Linked DNA regions of Ovis aries: region 1 is linked to region 2. The links are chromatin contacts, called in public Hi-C maps. All regions are on one chromosome and are shown on one strand. Each heading gives the region's core, a stretch centred on a gene start, on an enhancer-like site or on the middle of the called end of the contact. The rest is flanking DNA. Distances are from core to core; before and after follow the strand shown.

The links. A called contact is a pair of places that touch in the nucleus more often than the background predicts.
Region 1: a contact with region 2 is called in a Hi-C map of muscle, with 9 times the contacts expected there. The contact joins the promoter of PDS5A here to the promoter of UBE2K in region 2. A contact is called at or near these places in 14 of 16 Hi-C or Micro-C datasets (blood, hypothalamus, liver and 7 more).

Annotation. Positions count from the first base shown.
Region 1 is chr6:59,741,354-59,744,770 of ARS-UI_Ramb_v3.0, reverse strand. It overlaps PDS5A (PDS5 cohesin associated factor A), which reads left to right and starts at 2,055. Exons shown (of 33, transcript XM_015096447.3): 1 at 2,055-2,249; 2 at 3,105-3,282. The coding sequence starts at 3,145. It overlaps LOC101110238 (ATP-dependent RNA helicase DHX29-like), which reads right to left and starts at 2,824. Exons shown (of 6, transcript XM_042251084.2): 1 at 2,792-2,824; 2 at 2,057-2,665; 3 at 1,638-2,013. The coding sequence starts at 2,824.
Region 2 is chr6:59,504,928-59,508,528 of ARS-UI_Ramb_v3.0, reverse strand. It overlaps UBE2K (ubiquitin conjugating enzyme E2 K), which reads right to left and starts at 1,836. Exons shown (of 7, transcript XM_060416984.1): 1 at 1,673-1,836. It overlaps LOC132659944 (a long non-coding RNA gene), which reads left to right and starts at 1,982. Exons shown (of 3, transcript XR_009601029.1): 1 at 1,982-2,349.

The DNA of each region.
Region 1 (3,417 bases), core at 806-3,305, 240 kb before region 2:
GATGACACCACCCTTATGGCAGAAAGTGAAGAGGAGCTAAAAGCCTCTTGATGAAAGTGAAAGAGGAGAGTGAAAAAGTTGGCTTACAGCTCAACATTCAGAAAACTGAGATCATGGTATCCGGTCCCATCACTTCATGGGAAATAGATGGGGAAACAGTGGAAACAGTATCAGACTTTATTTTCTTGGGCTCCAAAATCACTGCAGATGGTGATTGCAGCCATGAAATTAAAAGACACTTACTCCTTGGAAAGGAAGTTATGACCAACCTAGATAGCATATTCAAAAGCAGAGACATTACATGGCCAACAAAGGTCCATCTAGTCAAGGCTATGGTTTTTCCTGTGATCATGTATGCATGTGAGAGTTGGACTGTGAAGAAAGCTGAATACCAAAGAATTGATGCTTTTGAACTGTGGTGTTGGGGAAGACTCTTGAAAGTCGCTTGGAGTGCAAGGAAATTCAACTAGTCCATCCTAAAGGAGATCAGTCCTGGGTGTTCATTGGAAGGACTAATGCTGAAACTGAAACTCCAATACTTTGGTCACCTCATGCAAAGAGTTGACTCACTGGGAAAGACCCTGATGCTGGGAGGGACTTGGGGGCAGGAGGAGGGGAGACGACAGAGGATGAGATGGCTGGATGGCATCTCCGACTGGATGGACATGAGTTTGGGTAAACTCCGGGAGCTGGTGATGGACAGGGAGGCCTGGCGTGCTGCAATTCACGGGGTCGCAGAGTGGGACACGACTGAGCGACTGAACAGAACTGAACTGAACTAGCAAATCAGCAACTGCGGTGTATTAGATTCTGAGATAATTGCTTCCTTTTATATTACTTGAAAAACAATTCAGTGAGGGCAGCACCTATAATATTTTTAAGATCAAATAAAGGATGTGGAAAAGACCAATTAACATCCATCAAGAATAATTTAAATAATCAGATATCATTTTAAAGTACAGTAGCGATCAGTTTCAAGAACTGAAGACTATTTCAAATTATTTTCTCTTTCTAACTTCATCTTTGGAAATTATATATGTGCTCCAGAGGTTCATTTGCTTCAGTTTTTTATTTTAAACTGCTCAAACACCACTACACTGAGTTTTCCTTTGGCTGAAAGAAAAAGCTATCCTTTGGTATATTAAAAAAATTTTTAATGAGTTACTCCATATTCATAAGACTTAGCTTTCCAATTTGTAAACATGCTTATTTCTGAATTCCAGTCTCAGAAATCCTGATTGGGAGTGCAGTCCAGGAAATTTCTTCTATTCTTTGAGAACTACTCGACTCAGTGCAATTTACATATTTTGCAGTTTTCAAAATATTAATTTTAGAGATCTAAAGAGGAGAGGGCAAACTCTGGTGGCTGTCAAAAGAAACAAGAATGAGAAGCACACGTTGTGCCATGTTGCAAAACTTTTCCTCAGGTTGCAGATCTTCTGTCCCTAGGGAGGTTCATTATCACCGAGTAATTAACCATTTTTCAACCATTTCCATCCACGTCGTTTAGGATGAATCCCAAAAGTCAAGAACTCAACTCCGCGGCAAACGGTAATAAACTCCGTTCATCCAACTTGGCCCCAAAAGGCCGTGGGCGCCGGGTCGCTTCCCGCCAGCCAGGCTCCTCCTCTGCTCGCCTTTTGGGTCCGGTCCTCTCGAAGGCGCTCGGTGCGGCAGGTGTTGGCGCCAACCGGGTGGCGGCGCTGTTTGCCCCGCGCGCCGCCGCTTGAGGCCCGAGGGAGGCGGAGGCAAGGCCGGCGGAGGAAGGGGCGGGAGCGAGGCGCGCTCCCTGCTCTCGCGTGCTCTCGCACCGCTCGCGTGACCCGTCGGTGTGTGCGAGAGGCGCCGGCTGCCGGGAGTACGGACGGCCGCGCGCGCGCCGCTGCTAGGGGCGTCCGGGTCCGGGTCGGCGGACCCGGCCGGCGCGAGGTGCTGGCGGGCGGGCAGCCGGGGTCCGGGGCGGACACACGCGCACACGCTCCCGGAGGAGGCTTCTCCGAGGCTGCTTTTCCTCTGCCAGACGGAGAGCGGCAGTGTCTCCCCGCCCAGCTCTCACTCGCCCCGCGTCTCCCCCCGCGGCGACTGCTCCTCCTCGGCACCGCCAGCCCCAGCGCCGCTCCGGGGCGGGCGGCGGCGGCGGCGGGACCCGCGGAGCCGCTTTGTGTGCAGCCCGGAGAGGGGCGGCGGCTCCGCAACCACCTGACAGAGGCCCGGGCGCTCGATGCACCTTCCGCCCGCATGAGGAGGAGGTAAAGGCGGCGGCGGCTCGGCTCCCGCCCTCGGCTGGGGAGGGAGGGGACGGAAGGGGAGACCGGAGAGGGGGGGCGCAGGACTGAGGCCCGGCGGGGCTGCCTGGAGGTGCCGATAAGGCCTCGGCGGCACCGGACTGCGCCGAGTGGCCGGGGGCGAGAGAAGCCTTCGCGGTCCCTGAGCCGAAGTTGAAGGAACAAAATGTGAAGTGCGGAGCCGCGTCAGCCGCTTCCTGGCTTGGGGTTCGGGGTGGAGGGCAGCTTGTTTTCCCCTCCCGCGGGGTGAGGGACCGGGACACGGGAGGGGCGGGAGCGTGGCGGGGCCACCTGGGGTCCCGAAGCTTTGCCCGGCAAGGGCGTAGGTTCCCAGGAGCCGCCGCTGCGTGTAGGTCCCGTTGGGTCCCTAGTTTTGCGGCCTAAGCCGAGCCCTATAGGCCTCGCGTCTCCTTTCCCGGAGGGGACCGGCCGGGTGGGGATTCGAGGCTTCTCTCTGACCGAACCGGGGCCTTAGGGGGCTCGCTGGGCTCTCAAAGCCTCCAAACTTCGGACCTCGGTGCTTGGGGGTGGGATTTCATTGTGAAAGGAGGAATGGGAAACTCCTGGCTCTGCTCGGCGCTTCCCGCGGCCGCCGGTGCCGGGGAGCCCCGAGGGCCCGAGGTTGGCGGGGCCCGCGTGGGTGGGGGCGGCGAGGCGGCCACCAGGATCCAAGCCCCGGGAACGAGTGGGTAGGGGGGCCGCCGCCGAGCCCCGGGCCTCCCTGGAGAAAGGACCCTTTGCAGATTAGGATTTTTGAAATGAAAAAAGAGGTTACAAAGTCGCCCCTTTCCCGCTGAACTTTTGTTTTCTGACCGATAGAGGCCGGTAGAGGACTGTGAAAGAAAAGTTGTCCCCCAGGATGGACTTCACCGCGCAGCCCAAGCCTGCCACTGCCCTCTGTGGCGTCGTGAGTGCCGACGGGAAGATCGCTTACCCTCCGGGGGTAAAGGAGATCACCGACAAGATCACCACGGACGAAATGATCAAACGACTGAAGGTAAGTTTCTCTGGACAGAATATTCTCACTTCAGACGTTTGTGGTAGGAGGTGCTCTCTCCTGTGGTATTACTGCTCTGCTAGGCCTGGCCTTAAGTTTCACCTACCAGGTGTTGTTTTTTTTTTAAAGATATTT
Region 2 (3,601 bases), core at 587-3,086:
TTCTGCACTGTACCACAAAAACACAAAGTCATCCTTCCATTCAGAGTTTTGGCACTTGAACAAATACAGAGGTCAGAGTTTATACACATGCTCTGTAAAACCAATCATTACTTATATACTATTATATTCAATAAATCTGCTAGGATTTGGCATTTTTAAATAATTTTAAAGAATCTTCTCCACGTCTATCTGTAAAGACACAAAATCACTTCAGATTCAGTGGCACAAATAAAGTTCAAGTGCTTGCTATCAGACTTGTCAATAACTCATCACATACTTAGAATGCTGAATTTCACAAATAAGAGAAAAGCACAAATAGCAATAATATATTCGATAACGATATTTGACATCTTGAAAATAACCATTCAGTATTTTTAATCTTTGTTGAGTCCAAGGAGGAAAAACAAACTAGCATTCCTGTTGATTATGGGTGTGAAAAATGTACTATACTTTCATAATTTTGAGTCAAATTACCGAAACATTTAAAATATATTAACAAATGTGGCCAATATCAGCGTACCTAAAATTTCTACAGGACTGAAGAGTAGTAGCTTGAGACAAAAATTTTTCATCATTTCAGATATATGTTGGAATAAACCTACTTAATAAAGAAACATAACAATGTATTAATCCGAAATCTCATGTTTTTAAGTAGGACACTTTTTCAAAAGTAAGAACTAACTATGGGGACATCATAATGAAGTTTCATGGCACAAATGGCACAACACAACAGTGTCACAGAGGCATTGTCTTAGGACAGACTCTCTCATCTATAACTTGTAAACAGTATTTTGAAATAAGCTACTCATACACTCCACTATTTTTTCCTTATCTTAGCTAAAAATATTTAAACGTATTTAATATACCGAACGTGCCTTTACCTAGTCAAAAAGCTTCAGATGTCAATCGAAAAAGACGCCTAGAATGTCGGAGTAAGTGGAAATGAGATAATAGTCTAATACGGAATTAATTTTCTATCTCTGGTGAAAATTCCCTTATCGCCCACTCAAATAAGCTAGTACCCCATTATGTCTTCTCTTTTCTCCCAACACCCAACCGAGAGGGAGTTAACTCCGAACATCCTTCTCTCATCAATCACTCCTTCGGTAAGGAAAGGAGGGTGGCAGCCAGACCGGCCATAACCCAGAATACCCTGAAAAGTGTGGGCCTTTGAGCGACGCGGCTCTCCGGATCCAGTTACCACCTTTCCCCTTCCCCCAACCCACTTCCCGGGTTTTCTCAGGCTCGGCCTGCTACCTCCCCACCCTACAGCCACACTTCCAGCTGTTGCCACTGCCGTGGGGCGCTCTCTAGAGCTCACACCCGACGATAAGCGCCCTTTCTCCATCTGCCCCTTAAACCTTATTCCTCCCCAGACCCCCCGCCCGCGAGACCGTCCATCCCAGGGCCCGGGGAGGGGAGGGGAAGGCGGCGGAAGGAGGGGGGAGACTGCTGCTTCCCCACAGGCAGAAGGGCGGCCGCAAAGAAGGCCAACCGGGGGTTACCAGGGATATTGGGATTGCCACCGGAAGGGCCCTCCCGCCCTGGGCTGATGTGGGGGACGTCCGGGAGTTCATTTCTGACCTCCTCGCTCTTCAGCACCTCCTTGAACTCCCGCTTGATTCGCTGCACCGCGATGTTGGCCATGTCTCCGCCCGCAGCTGATTCGTACCCGCCTCCTCCGCCACCGCTACGACCACCGCCACCGCCGCCACCTCTTCCTCCACCGCCTCCTCCCCCGGCGATTCACACCCGAGCACACGAACGCTGCCACTGCCACCCCGGCCGCCGCACTATCTTCAGTGTGGAATCACCTCCGCGCCCGGCCACCAAAATGGCGCCGGGTCCGCGCATGCGCACGACGCTGACCCGGCCCGGCGGCGCAGCCGCTCCCGTTGTAGCCCCATACGCCTTAGCCGCGAACCTGCGCCGCGCTGTGCGGCGCGTCTCTGCCTGAGCTGCGGCCGCGTGGCTCCGCCCTGTCGGCGTCTGGAGCCAGGAGGGTGCGGCTTCCGCGCGGGCCAGGGCTTCCCGGGCCTCACGGGTCGTCTCCGGCGCCTCCGCCCCTGTATGAACGTAGGTGGTACGGTGGAGGCTTCCAGACCTTCGCCTCTAGCCGAAGGTTCGAGTCCAACCTGACGGGTTCACGCGGCCCCTCTAAGCTTGGAGCGCCGCCCTGACTCAGCCAGACCACGGGCTTAATGTATCCGGCTGTGTCTAGTGTCGGAAAACACTGTCCGGGAACTCGGTCTGGCCCATTTTCTGTTGGTTCTGAAAAGCCACTGCGGTTCGTTTTTGTCCTGCAGCCGTTACAGTTCTATTACTGCAGTCATCCCAGGATCTTTCCAGGTACAACAAATCATTAAATTAAGTATGGTCATTGTTGTATCTCAGTTGTAATTGAGACCGGGTCTCAGTGGAGATGCCTGAGATGAGTTTAGAAGCCAGATGTTGATCTTTGGCCTACTTAGATAATAACAAGCCGTGGAACTAAAACCATAGCTTTAAAACTTGAATGTACATCAGGATCCCTGGAGAGCTTAAGAAAAAACAAAAGAGTGTAAGGTGGGCCTAATTTGCATTTTTAGCAAGTTCCCAGGTGCTGCTGGTTCAGAGACCACAGTATGAAAACCACTGAACTAAGATATGTTCAGTAACTGAATATATAGGGAAAACTGGAGAAACCTATCCCTCTTGGGGGGGAAGGGCAGCTTTACTTCTGTAAGCCTAGAGTAACAGTGGCTAGTGCTAGTAGGCACTCAATGAATATTGAATGAATAAATGAGTAAAGAGTAAATGTTTTAAGTGAGAAGTAAATTTGAAAGGCAATTGAAAAGTGGTTTAGGGCTTCCAGTAATATGGTTTTGATACTAAGGGATGCTTTGAGTAGAAAACATTTTGTAATAAATATTTATTTAGAAGTTTATATTTCATGCATTTCTTTCACCTAACTAATCAGTAAAGCATCCTGTTAGGAAAATATCACGAATACACCGTCTTAGCAAAAATTACCAAAATTGTGGCAGTAAAAAAAAATAAGCCCCTGGGTATGAGTCATTCAGTGGAGGCACATGGCAAGAAAAGAATTTCTTGAACTGCCGCAGGAACCAAGAGGGGATTTTAAATTCCAGCCCCCTTCCATACCAGCTCTCTCTCTTCAACCTTGGTTTCCTCTTCTGCAAGATAAGGAAGCTGGATGAGATGATCTCCTCCAAGTTTTAAGAGTTTAGAATTCTAAAGCATCTGGAAACATTCCCCTAAACGGAAGAACTATAAAAACCCTTCCAGCAGAGCCCCCTAGTGGTCCTAAGGCGAACCAACTATACATGTGGGCCATGGCACAATAAAATGGTATAATGTATAAGTGTTGCAATGCTATGTGTATTTGTGCCAGTACATTAAAAATAATTACTTCAATGTGTGAAAAAACTTTTTGAATACTTTACCTTTATCACTTTAATTCAGTCCCCAATATTAATCTTGGCGCTTCAAAGAAATTTAAAACACTCAAATCACAGGGGAACTAATTAGAAGGGTATGCTAATTTCTTTGGGGAAGAGAAGTTTGGTCATTTTTAAATGCACATAATCACTGGCCCTGA